Regions from separate parts of the Columba livia genome. Here region 1 is linked to region 2. Evidence: chromatin contacts called from public Hi-C data. All regions are on one chromosome and are shown on one strand. Each heading gives the region's core, a stretch centred on a gene start, on an enhancer-like site or on the middle of the called end of the contact. The rest is flanking DNA. Distances are from core to core; before and after follow the strand shown.

The links. A called contact is a pair of places that touch in the nucleus more often than the background predicts.
Region 1: a contact with region 2 is called in a Hi-C map of crop, with 2.3 times the contacts expected there. The contact joins the promoter of ZFHX3 here to the enhancer-like site in region 2. A contact is called at or near these places in 2 of 2 Hi-C or Micro-C datasets (crop and liver).

The regions. Positions count from the first base shown.
Region 1 is chr13:5,325,187-5,331,621 of bColLiv1.pat.W.v2, forward strand. It overlaps ZFHX3 (zinc finger homeobox 3), which reads right to left and starts at 4,859. Exons shown (of 11, transcript XM_065028232.1): 1 at 3,265-4,859.
Region 2 is chr13:5,221,073-5,227,995 of bColLiv1.pat.W.v2, forward strand. The region is part of intron 4 of ZFHX3 (zinc finger homeobox 3); the gene reads right to left. Among named protein-coding and RNA genes, the nearest start is that of ZFHX3, 110 kb to the right of the region's middle. Within about 2 kb of position 1,574, at least 2 of the 3 cell types and tissues checked have an H3K27ac peak away from gene starts, as active enhancers do.

The sequences.
Region 1 (6,435 bases), core at 3,609-6,108, 110 kb after region 2:
TTTTGGAGCTCGGCTACCAATGGCCAGGGAAACGTGGCTGCGAGTCGTGGCAGATGCAGAGCAGGATGGGGGTGCTCACTGCCACTGGAACCGGAGGGCTGGGGAGCAGCTCCCGCAGCACGTTGCTCCCACCCTCCTGGAGGAGGGACCTGCTCTCGGGCAGCCACGCTTGGGCCATCAAAATAAACATTCACTAAGACCTAATGTGTTACAGGCCCTGCAGGCTCTGCTTCCCCAGATACCAGGGCGGGGGGAGGATGGGAGAAAACCTTTTACCAGAAGCACCATGCACATTATCTGCTCCAGGATGACCAACGAGTGAAGGAACTCATGCGGCTCAGCCCCCACAAGATTTAAAACCTGAAAGCCAGCAACACACACTACGCCATTGAAAACACTGGGAAATGTTTGTTTTACGGGGGAAAAAAAAAATAAAAATATATCGCTGCTCTGGTTTGCCTTTTATTAGCAAGAGGCATGTTTGGCACTTGTGACATAATGAAATTACAATCAACAGCTAAGTGTCTTTCTCCCAGCAGCAGACTCAAGGGCAAAGCAGGGTGGCTGCAGCCTGCCAGCAGCAGGGCTCTCAGCACCCAGTGCCTCTGACCGTCCTTGGACCTCGCTGGCTGGCCAGGCTCGGCCTGCGCAGCCAGCACCCTGGGACCGTCCTCGGCGGCTCCCGGGATGCACCACGAGCCACCCATCAGCTGCAGCCTGTGCGGTTGTGGCATCGATCTCCCCTCCTGACGCCATCAACAGAAAAATAATTTCATATGGGAATGAACTTTAAGCTGCATTTACAGTCCATCTCTGGAAGCACAGACCTGGCACAGAATACTCCTGCTCTCCACCCAGCATTGCTGGGGAGATGAACGCCCACCTCCTGCACCGACAGATGGACATGTCTGTCTGGCGGAGCCAACGAGGAAGCACTGCAAAGCGCTCACTCCTCACTGGCGTGGCAGGACCTGAGCAAGATCCGCAGCATCTACGAGGGGAAGGAAAACCACCAAAGCGAGCAGGCTAGTGCAGCCCGCTCCCACGGCAGCAGCTGCCGCAGCAGCACGACGAGGCTTCCCGAGCCAGTGGGATCCCCGGCCCGGTGGCAAGGACCGTCACCTCCCGGCAGCGAGGGAAGCCCAGCTCATCCACCCTGCCTTTTTTTTTTTTTTTTAAACTAGCTGGAATTTATCTATTTCTCCAATCCCTGCCTACACACAAACCCAACCTCGGGAGCAAACAAAAATGCATGAATCGCAGAGCAGAGACAAAGCAGGAGGCGGGACGGGCGGCCCTGCTCCCTCCTGCCCTCACCTCACCCCACGGCGCGAGGCGGTTATATTTAGGTACCGCCACGGTCTGCGGTGCCGCGGCCCCCCTCGGGCACAGCGCAGAATGCAGATTTTCCAGACAACAGACCACAACAGCTCCGTCAAAACCATTAGAGGCTGCAGCACCCAGGCCTGTGCACAGATGTTTTGATTCCCACTCTCCTGCCACGACAGCCCCATCACTGCCACATGCAGGAAACCCGGCCCAAATTTTGGCTGGCGAGGGAGGGAGGAGGGAAGGGCAGCCCCATCCCCGCTGGAGCAGCTCCTCTCACCCGCCTCCCCGCGCTGTGTTCCCCGGGGATGGCAGGGCCAGCATCCCCAAGGGGCTCCCAGAGAAGTGCGGGGGACACCCCGCAATGAGGAAACGGGAGCAGGGCAGAGGGGGCAGCCCCCACCGGCACCCCACTCCAGCCACGAGGCCTCTCCCAGGCCAAAGTCCCCATGGTCGGTCGGTCAGAACACAGCACAGGCGGGGCGCAGCCCCACGAGCAGTGTGGGGGTCCCCTGCGCGGCACCCAGCTTTGTTCGTGGCCCACGTCTCCCACCAGCACGTGGCCCCAAAAGCCACACAAAGGCTGAACCTCGGCCACGCTCTGATGAAGGGAAATGGGGAGCTGCGAAATGCTCGGCCTCTTCCCAGTCCATTCCTGAACTACACCAATCTCTCCAGCGCAAACACGGCCCCGGCACCGCGGCAGGGCCGGCACACGCACCACCATCAGCGCCCAAGAGAAGATGAGCGAGTCTGACACCGGCGGGAGAAATGCTGACGTTAGGGAGTCAAGCCCCAGCAGAACAGCGTGTGAATAAAGTTGATGTAAAAGCCCACTAGTCATTTTTCATCTTCACACAACATTTTTTTTAATATTATGATTACTATTATTATTTTGGAAAGCAGAAGTGTTAATGGGGAGGCTAACACAGCCAACCATATGTCCACCAGTCCAGGATTTAGCGATCCCCGCTGAAGCCATTCAAGTGCTGGTGCCAGGCCCAAAGTAAATCTGCGCCCCCGCGCTGCTCCCGGCCTCCAGCACGACACCGACGGGAACCGGGGCGGGGGTCAAAGCAGAGAGATGAAAGAGGGACACGCGCCTCTGCTTTTGTCAAAGCGGACGCCGTCAGGCCCTGGTTTGACAGCAGCCACCACAAGGCCAGGAGAAGGTGCCAGGCGTGCGCGGGGTCGCCCACGCCGCCGCCTGCCCAAGCAGCACCTTGGTCCTGCGGGAACAAAAGGCAGCGACGGGCGGGAGGGAGGTACGGGGGCTGCGGCAGCCCAGGGCCAGCGCCGCTGCCAGCGCCACGGCCGCTGTGCCGGAGAGGGGATGGAGCAAACCTCCTGCTGCCCACTCCTCCCCAAATGACCCCGTTTAAAAAGGAAAGAGAGCAAAAAAGAATTACAAATACAGCAAAGCAATCTCTGTGTCCAGCCAGAGTTTCTCTCCCCTCTAATATGCCTTTTGTTTGCTTTTGTTTCTGGCTGAAGGCCTGCAGAGCGGGACCCGGCTGGGAGGGCGGCTGGGAGCGGTGTCCCCACACCCAGGCTGGTGCTGAGGAAAGCCCTGGGCAGGGGGCAGCGGGGGATCCCGGGCCCGGCCAGCGGTGGGGAGCCCAGCACAGCCCTGCTGCCGCCCGCAGGGCCAGGACACCCGCTGTGTGGCTGCCCCCGGCCTCTGCCGGTGCTGCAGCCAAAAAGCCACGCTCCGTCTTGCCTTAATGCCGGACCAGACAGTGCTCCCTAATGAGGGAGCATTACAATCAGCTTGTAATGCTGAATTTTTAATGCTGCCGAGGGCTCTGTTACATAATAAAGGGGGAAACGGGAGTGGAGCGCGGCTGGCGGGGCGGCCAACACGCTCCCCCCGGCCCCGGCCCAGCGCAGGTGGCGGCCCCAGCCCACCGGCTGCCCCCCCGACCCGCCGCTTACCGCCAGCACCGCGGGACGGGGCGCGCAGGACACCCATCGGAGCTCCTGCCCGGCTGGGAGAGGTGCGCAAACTTTCCTCAAGTGCGTGCAGGGGTGATGCCAAAACGCTCGCTCTCCTCTGCGCCAAAGCTCGGCCGGGAAACAATTTAACAGCAAAGTTCACGAGCATGTTAGCTGCATGCTCTCGTATGTTCCTGTACATGCAAGCTGCGCTGCTCCTCTCCGTAATACCCTAAGACTGTAAATCTATAACCACTGCAATGATTTAGTGATTAAAAACATGATAACATATTGTGTAACTGCAAACCACAAAATCCCTGCCAACTCTCCTCCAAGATACAGGAACAAAAATACAGAAAATGTGTTGCTCGCAGCAGTCTTCCTAAACTCAACAGAAAGATTTTAATAATAATAATAATAATATAAAAAAAATCTAGACAGCAGAAAAAGGCTGGAGACAATGCAAGGCTGGAAAAAAAAATTAAAAGACAGAGTTTTAAATATGATTCTTGCTCTAACAAATTATAATCTAAACATGCCTCTCTTTTTTTCTCTTTTTAAGTTTGTCGTAACTGGAATAACTGGTCTTGTGTGATGTCTTGCATATTCAAAGTGCTTTGTAATAGGATACGGAGACCAAACCTTATTTGCCTAAACTCAATGGGTTTTATTTTTTTTGCCTCTTTGCCCCCCCTCCATTTCTTTTCCTTTTATTTTCCCTCCTCCCCCCCTTCTCCCCTAACAGGGGGGGCACAGGAGGGGGAGGCAAAAGCTGTAAAGAAAATACCTGAAAGGGGAGGCTACAATTTATAATATGGCGAGGAAAGCAAAATATCATATATATATTTTTTTTAAAGGCAGCTGTGGGAGTTTTGGCGTCTAAGCAGCCAACTTGACCCTTTTCTCCCTATTCTCTTATTGCCCCCTTTGCAGGATTCCTGCACCTTCAGACGGATTCGAACTCAATGTGACCCTAAGGAGGGAGTCACTGAGCCTCCAGAAAATTGCTCCATATTAAACAGGAGCGAGAAGAGAAAGACAGACAGACGACCGAGGAAGAGACGCGTATATGTTACATATCCGCACAAAGTACAGGACATACCCAGAGCTTGAAAGAGAAACAGACCTTTCTCGGAATTACAAAAAAAAAAATATAAAAATTTAAAAAGAGCAGAGGGAGTTTAACAATTAAAAAAAAAAAAAAAAAACAAACAAAACACAAAACCACAAAAAACCACGCAAGCCAAATTATAAATAATTCACACTAAGAAACCCGTGTGTGTGTGTGCTACGTACATCCGCGTTTATACACAGCCATACAGCCGTATGTGTCCCCCACACAAACACACTCTCCTCTGGAGGGTTAGTTTCAGGAGAGCACGAATCGCCTTCCCTCCGAGGGCGAGGAGCACAGTTTATTCAGAGGAATCAATAGGAAAGAGCATTTGCAAATATTTAGATAAGCGCCGTGCGATTCAGCATTAAGTAATTAAAAACTGAAACTGAGAAGGGGGGGATCGGCCTACAGTGGCGTTTGCTGCCTTCACCTCTCCCATCCCCCTAGCCGCATTCTTCCCAAAACTGAGTCTGCCCGCGGAAAACAAAAATCAGAATTACTCTGGCTGGCCAGGCCGCTCGGGCAGCTCCCGGCGCGGGGCCCGGGCGGGCGGTGGGTCGGGCCGCCCCGCGGCCGGGCCAGTTTTCGGCACTTCTTCGCCCTTTTGTTTTCCAGCGCGTCACCGCGCGGAGCCCCGCGGGGCAGCCCCGGGGGCCGCCCGAGCCGCCCCTGCCCCTACGGGCTCCCGGGAGGCGCCGGCTCCGCGGAGCCCACGCGCGGCGGCCGCTGGGCGCGGAGCCCCCGCGGGGCCGGGCCCCCGCCGATCGATGCCCGCGCCCCGCCGCCCGCCCGGCCGCGCACAAAGCCGAACAGCGCCGCGCCGCTCCGCGCCCCGCGGCCATGGCCGGCGGGCGGGGCGGGGGCTCCGCGGGCGCGCAGCGGCCCCCGCGGCGCCGGCACCTGCGCGTCCCCGGCGGCGGCGGCGGGGCTCCGGGACGGCGAGCGGCACAAAGTTTGCTGGGGGATCCGGGGCGGTGGGTGGGAGCGGGCGGGAGGGGGGGCCGGACCAGCCCCATGCAAAGCAGCCCGGGCGCCCCGAGCAGGAGGAGCCCGAGCGGGGGACAGGGCAGAAAAGTTGCCACTTACGCGGTCGCTGCTCCGGCGGCGGCGGCGCTTTTAATCCCGGGCGGCGGCGCGGGGGCTACAGATCCCATGCAGGCTGCGGCGGCTGCGGCGGCAGGAGCGCGCTCCGCGGAGGGGCCCGGGGCAGCAGCAGCGGGAGCCGGGGGCAGCAGCCGGAGCCGAGCGGGAGCCGCCGCCGCCGCCGCCGCTGCCCAGCAGCAGCATCGTTGTCGGGGAGTTTGCAGCCCCCCGGAGAGAGGGGGCCGCGGGCGGCGGCAGCAGCAGCGGCGGCGGCGGTCGGGTCGGGGCGGAGCGGCGCGGAGCGGGCGGCGGGGCTGGCGGTCGCCGGAGCAGGAAGCGCCCGGACTCAGATCTGATGATTGGGAAGAAAAAAAACTCTTTGGATCTTTATTCTGCTAATTAGTTTCCTGCAAAAAATGGCTGATTAGTGCAGTGCGCATGTGCCTCATTACCCAGGCACGACGGGAAGGGCTAATTAGCCACCTTCTGGATCAATAAGATTCAGCCCAGGCGGCGGGGGAGGGAGCGAGCGAGCAGGAGCGGGCGGGGGGAGCGCGGCGGCGGCGCCGCACCGAAACTTGGGGCAAGCGGCCGGCCCCCAGCCCGCGGCGGGGGGGGCGCCGCTCCGCACCCTGCCGCGCAGCGCCGCGCAGGGGAGGGGGCCGGCGGGCGGCTCCGCTCCGCACCGCTCCGCGCCGGCGGGGCGCTCCGCGGGGCCACCTGCCCCCGCGCCCCGGGCGGGGCCGCGCCGCCCCGCGCAGGGCAGGGCGAGGCGAGCTCGACCCCCGCCGCCAGCGCCGAAGTTTCCCCGGGAGGAGCTGGGAAAGTTGCGGCCGGCAGCGAGCGCAACTTTGTGTCGCCCCGGCGCGGGGCGGGCGCGGAGCGCGGCGGAGCGGCCCCGCAGCATCCCGCGCTGTGCCCGCGCTGCAGCGCGGCCCGGCCCGGCCCGCGCTCCCGTGCAAACTTTGCGG
Region 2 (6,923 bases), core at 324-2,823:
AACAGAACACAAAGTGCCGCTGCCATGGCTGTCAGCCAGAGCCCCGGCGTGCCGAGGCGGTGGCACCGAGCGTGTCGACACGGCACAGCTCCGCTCTGCGCACAGGCACCCGCGCCAGCGGGACACCGCGCCACAGCAGCTGCGTTACCATCTAATACCTCGGGTATGTATGTCTAGTGCTTGCAGTTTGACAGCAACCACATAATTGGCAGGGGCTACATCAACACTGGGAAGAAAGGGTTCTCTTAAGCCATTATATCCTCTTTTAGGCAGGACAGTTCATAATTTTAACTCGCATTATCTGGTCATGGTAAATCCTATGCTATCCTGAGGTTTCATCTGAACTACCTGACCAGTTAGAGCACCACCTTCCATCCTCCCCCTAACAAAGACAGGGCTAGAAATCAGGATTAAAAATATATATTAGGAGGCTGCAGATACTCAGCAGTGCCCTTGGCGAATGTGACAGCTTAAATCAGGGAGGGACTTGTAAAAGCATCCAGCGATCAGCACTGATATTAAGTGGAAGCACTGTGATTTACACTCTACCCCTGTTTTACTCTGTTAAAAGCTGGAAACTCTTAGGAGCTGCAGGGATCCCAGTGGTGTTTGCCAGGCAAAGCAGGACCCCCGGGTAAGAGGTGCGCTGGGTGCCATCGCCGGGCAAAGCACCTAACACGTCAGAACATACAAACTGGTGATGCAAGGGCAAGGTGTGCAGTCTGCCTGTGAGACAAGTGGCCGAGTTTGCTGGAGGGAAGGGCTTGGAACTCAGCAGCTGGCTTCATGTTTCAGAACTTAAAATTCCAGTTTTTTTCCACTCTGGGGACAAAACCAACAAATGGCCCCCTCAACCCAACCCAACCACCTTGCTGTCTTCAAACTGCTGCCATGCAGGGTGAGACAGTGTCTCTTCAACTGAGGCAGTGGCACAGAAAGCAGCTTTTGGCTGGTTTTATTAAAAACCTTCATTACAGGGGTTCTATTATTTATTCAAATCCTCACTTTAACCTCTCTCTGGACACCCAGCTTTTCTCTGCCGGTTCCAGTGCTCCCTTGGGGCCAGTGCCCTGCCTGCTGCAGACAGATGTGTGGACAGAGGTGGGTGGGAGCCACCGTCCCACGGCCCCGTTGCCCCCCTGGCCCCCGTTGCCCCCTCCACCGCATTGCCCCCATGGCCCCAGCGCCCCGCTGCCCCCACCCGAACAAAGGGCCCAGCGCGGCCGCACTCCCGGCTGCCGCCCGGAGGTGTCAGCACCGGCCTGGAGCAGGAGGCGCAGGGCGGCCGGCTGCTGCTCAGACACTGTCTGGGCTCTAACCTGAGCATGTGGAAATAATACACGTTTTCAAGTGCACTGTCTGGTTCGAGGGGAATAAAATAGGACATTCATAAGCAGTTACACCATCTGTCTTTATACCATCATCATCATCAACAAGGGAAAAAATAGCTCTTTAAAATGGATGAAAGCCCAGGCTGACAGTAACCGGAAAAATGTGAGCTATGAATACCAATAATGGCAGAAAATGATTAAAAAACAAGGCTACAAATGGCAAATCCTCCTTCCCCGCTGGGCCTGCAGCCCCTGTGCCGGTCCCACAGCTCCAGCCGAGCCCCCGCGGACCCTTGCACCCCTGAGCCCGACCCGCAGCGGCCCCGGCGAGACCAGAGCTGCCTCCCGCACACACCTCGGGAGCACAGCGGCCTCTACACCTCCTCCCCCTCCCGCCTGAGCTCATATTTTCTGAAGTGTTTGGTTTCTTCAAAGCAGGATGGAAGGGAGAAGAGCACCAGACACATCTGCCCACAGAGGCTGTGCTCCGCTGGGAAGGGCCCTAGTGCTGCTCTTGGCTCCTCGCTCCCGGAGCCTGTGCCGAGGACAATCCTGCTCCTCAACCAGCACCTGGGGAGCTCCCTGCACCAGGGACCCAAGGACACCCCAGGGACACACTGGGGACACCCTGGGACTCAGCGCCTGGTGAGGAGCCTCAGGGAAGCGCTCACTCCCGGCTGCCTCAGGATCCCATTGCCGCAGCCTCCTGCTGCAGCCCTGCTCACCATGCTCAGCCTGGCCTGTCTTGCAGCTGCAGCGTTTCGGCTGAGCCCGGGACAGTGGGGAGAGCGTCCTCACTGCGCTACTCCTCGGCTGGCCATGTGCACCGCAGAGAGCTGCGAACCGCTGAGAACCAGCGCCAACAGACCGCATACAGGGCACCACGGGTGATCCCACCAGCTACCAACAGCGAGATCCTCCAGCATGGGAAACACAGTGTAGCAAAGGTGCTGTTCCCCAAACACATGCACCCCCGCTCTGGTGACAGCGCTGCAGCTGCTGAGGCGTTCCTGAGATGCGATGGCAGCAAACACACACACACCAATGGCACCCACCGTCCATCCTCCTGTGCTCCCCTGGGACACCCCTCTGAGAGGACAGGGCCAGCAGCATAGCTGGGAGGGAAAGGTCTGCTTTTCTCCTCAATCCACTGCACATGCAACAAGGAGCTCTGAGCTTCCATTTTAACTACCTGCAAATCCTGGTGTCACATTGCTCCCATGCTGTGTTTGAGCAGAGCTTACCACTGTCTTTTACCAGACATCTGAAGAGCCCCATATGACAGACCCGCAGCTGAGCATGAAGCCTCGTGACCACAGCTCCCAAAGGCTGCAGGAGGCCATGGTCAGCAGGATGTAGGGAATTTATCTCCAAACCATGACCATATTGTTACTGGTTGACCATACCTCCTTGAAGCTATACACACTATTGGGACTCACTCACGTAATTGTTTTCCTTAAGAAGACTGATAAAAACTCCACCAGTCGTTTTGTCATTAAAAAGGTACCCAGCTTAAGACCGTACATCCCTAAAGGTATCCGAGTCAGAGCTGGTATCCAGAGGGTGATAAGTCTCTGCAGTGTTTCGGCAGCATACTGGGGGGCTGACCAGGACTTGTGGGGAGCTCTGTAGAGAGATGCTTTGTGAGAGGGGATGGGGTTGACTCCTGACCTGGGAACCTTAACAAGGGGCTCTGGAATGGCAGCGATGCTGCTGCAGCCCATGCCCAGAAGATGCAGGTGCCAGACCGGTGCCTCTGGTTCCCAGAAACACCGGCATGTGGGGTTCAAGAAGGACAAGGCGGCTTCATGCTCTGTGGGAGCTTGCCAGGGTGGGTGCAAGAGTTCTTGCTTTGGGATTTGCATGGAGGGGATTGTGTCCCACTGAAATACAAACACAACCTGCCCATGGGTCCCCGTACCAGGCTGCCATCTGCAAGGCCATGATGCTTTATCGAGAAATTTTCTTAGATTTTCCAGCCACTGGGGTTCGGATCAACACCAAGAACGGGCACGTGTAGCTGCGGGGCACCTGGCATCCAAGAAGCCTGCTCTCCCACCGCACCAATCTGCCCATGCAAAATCTTAGAAAGAGTCTTTTCCTCCTTCATGAATAAATAATTTTAGACAGTGGCATTTCCTTTTAATTTAAAATTAAGCCATTCACTATGGTAGGGGGAAGAGAGGAAAACAGTCTGGAAAATCATGAGTATCTGACATCTGCAGATGTCAGAGAATCTCTGACTCAGGTACACTCTGAAAATGCAGCCGGGTCCCTGCACACCGTCACACACACACACTGCCCCTCTCAAAACCCACAAAGTCTGAGGGTAGAAGTCAGCAACCCCCAGCTGGATCCAGGCCAGCTTGAACAGTGCAAGACCTCCCAGCTCTCCTCTCAGCTGGATTTTCCTTAACAAACCCAGATCTTTATCCAAAGGGATAAGGGGCATTTCAGGGGTGGCGAAAATGTAGGGATGGGAGAGAAAGAGCGTGCGCTCGCCTCCCCACCCTCCGGCAGGCTCGAGAGCTGAGAAACATTAGCTGTCATGAACCACAATCAAATCAGGTTTGAAATATTTAGCAGTGGCTTGGAAAATGCGGTGGTGCAGCTCTGACAGGCGAGATGTGCAGACACCCATTTTCCATTATAATGGAAATATCAAGCCTGTTCTGAATATGTATAACCTAGAAAAATGTATTGATTTTTCATTTGGCATTAAAAAAAATGAAATACCCTGCAGCTGTCAAAAGCTTTTTGTTAAAAGCTCATCTTTCCTGGAATGAGGTTTACCAGAAACAAGTTTTAATTGTACACAGGGTCTCTCCTTTGAAACAAAAAGAATCCCTGATGCTCCCTTTTTTCAGGATAAGTAGCCAAAAAAGCCTATGGAACGACAGGATTGAGACCCGTCTGACTTGTGCAAGCTGACGCTGCCGGGAGGTGACAGCCCGGCGTGTGTGCAGCCAGCTGTGCGCTGCACATGCACCGACACGCGTGCCGCGCCGGCCCCGCGAGCTGCCGCGGGCCAGGTCACCCCGCAGGGCTGCCGCCCGGCCCGGCTGCTCGCACGGGTTCAAACGCCCGGTCCCAGCGCCCCGGCAGGAGACGTGCCGCGGTCCAGGTCCGCGGGGCAGCAGGAGGGCTCAGCCCGCTAGCTGTGCTGGGCCAGAGGGCACCGGCCACTGCTGCTCACCCTATGAGCGGCTTTGCCCAGCTGTCCCCAAAGTGCACCCCGCTGGGATGATGATGCTGGCTCAGAACGGGCGGCTCACAAATACACTCTGTGCTAGCACCTAACTGGATTATTTTACATAAACTTGTTTATTCCTTTCACTTTTCTAATAGGAAAAGCAAGACTCCAAGCAGTGAAAAGGATGCACCAGGCACAGGTTACGAGAGAAGCGCCATGGACTGCAGCCCTGATGCAAACACAGGTGGGTGAGTCCCATCATCTGACAAAAGGATGCAGAGAAACAGCAATAATGCCACATGTATCTTGGATTAACGACACTTATTTCCAAGATGGCCCTGTCTCAGAGTGTGGTTGGAGCGTATCTGTGCAGCTTTCATTGACAAAAAAGAAAACACTGACTACGAGCGTGCCCCCAGCTGATAAAGCCATCCCAGTTCCTATCTTCTCAAGGCAGGGAACGTTTATCTGGCTTTTGTGCAGTTAACTAGAGAGACAAGTATTCAGATAAATAAAACAATACATCCAACAGCAAAAGAACTATTTGTGAACTTTTAGCTTCTGTTCCTTTGCTTTCTTCTCCAAAGAAAAAATTCAGAATTTTTGGCCAGTTTCCCTGAACAGATCTGAAAATCCTACAACAGCTTCCACATCTCTGGTTATCTCCCAAACAAGCTTCTTGCTCAACAGAGATGGGATGACCCTCTGGCACACATTAGCACCTTTTTTTTTCTTAAATACGAATGCGGTGACTGATATGGTTATTATTTTTGCATTCGGTCACTTTTTGTGATTTCCCAGCTCCAGTTCTGGGCCTCCCATGGCTGAGCAGTGCTGGGCTGGGAGGCTGCTCAAATCCTGCAGCCTTTGGCTTCGGGCTTTGGGTAACGTAGCAGCACTAGGAAAGGGAACAATGCCATCAATACCAGACAATTTGAAGACAAGACAATTTCTGTCTTAAAAAAATAGAACCTAGTAGTGGTGAAACCTGCCACGGTCTGTTTTAAGGGAAGAGAAGAGCGGGACATGGAGCAGAAAGCTGAAGATGGTCCATGTGCGGTCACTGACATCAGCCTTACAGGTGCAAGAAGCCGGGAATCTGCTGCAAGGATCTGAGAGGGGCAGGAACAGCCTGGGAAAGGCCCTGACTGCTCAGAACCCTCCACCTCCACAGAACCCGGCAGCTCCGAGCTGCTCCTGCCTCCTGGTGCTGGCCCGGGCTGATACGGGACCGGCCCGCGCTGATCCGGGACTGATCCGGCACCGCAGCCGCGGGCAGTGTGTCGGTGGCTCTGACAGCGCCAGCTCCTTGTGCACCCCCAGGGCCCGGCCGCACCTTGGCTGTCAATGGACAGACCAGAGGACGCCGCATCTCGGCGCAAAGGGACAGAAGTGCAAGAACCCCCTCCCTGAGATGGCATCGACTTCTCCCTGACCCTGCAAACAAGGCTGTCCAGTCTTTCTGTAAATTGGGCTAAATTTTAAGTCAATGGAACCCAACAGGGATTTGCTCCCTTGAATTTCAGCAGAACTAGAAAGGTTGTTGTTATTTTCACACATGAAATGTAAAAAAAAGGCAAATTCCTTGAGCATGTTTGTAGTGAAGCGTGATGTGATTGTGTTGTCATTTATGGGAAATAATCGCAAGCCCATCTCTCCCTTTCCCCCCATTTTCCAGTCCAAATAACCATGAAAAATTACACTTCAATGTCAGGAGGACAACAAAGGAGGGGCTTTCTCCTGCGGCTTGACGGCTTTTCAGCCCCCCCTTCTCTGGACAAAAACTACCTTCAATTCTATTTCATTTTAAACATGATCTAACAAATGCATCTTGACAAGTTCCTTTCTGTTTTTTTGTTTTAAACAGTATTTTGCACAGTTTAACCTAGCTCTAAACCGGAATCAGCTGGAAAGGAGACTCATGCAAAAACACAAACATGCATCAACCAGCAAAACAAAAGAAAACCCATCTCCAGCTGCAGGTCTGCAGGGAGCGGACAGTGCGGACCCTGGCGTGCGGGGCTGGGAGACAACGGGGACCGGGGGTGGGAGGCTGGAGGAGCCGGGCTGGCAGAGGTGACAAGGCTGCGGGGGACGGGGAGCGTGGTGCCCAGCCCCAGTTTGGTGGATGAAGGGAGCAGCATCTCCTGCCCCCCTGCCCCCGGCTCCCCTGGTCTCACCCTCCACTCACCCGCCTCCCCGCAGACCCTGCCCATCCCTGGCTCAGTTTCCCTCTGCTACAAACACGAGTGAAGCTGCTGAGACAGAGAGCGGTGGGTTTTCGGAGCTGGTCACGAGCCGCGTTGACCTGGCACAGCACCGGGCCAGGCTCCAGGGACCCACTGCAACCACGCAGACACAAGCGCGTGCTTTCAGAAAGGCCAAGACACTTTGGGAAC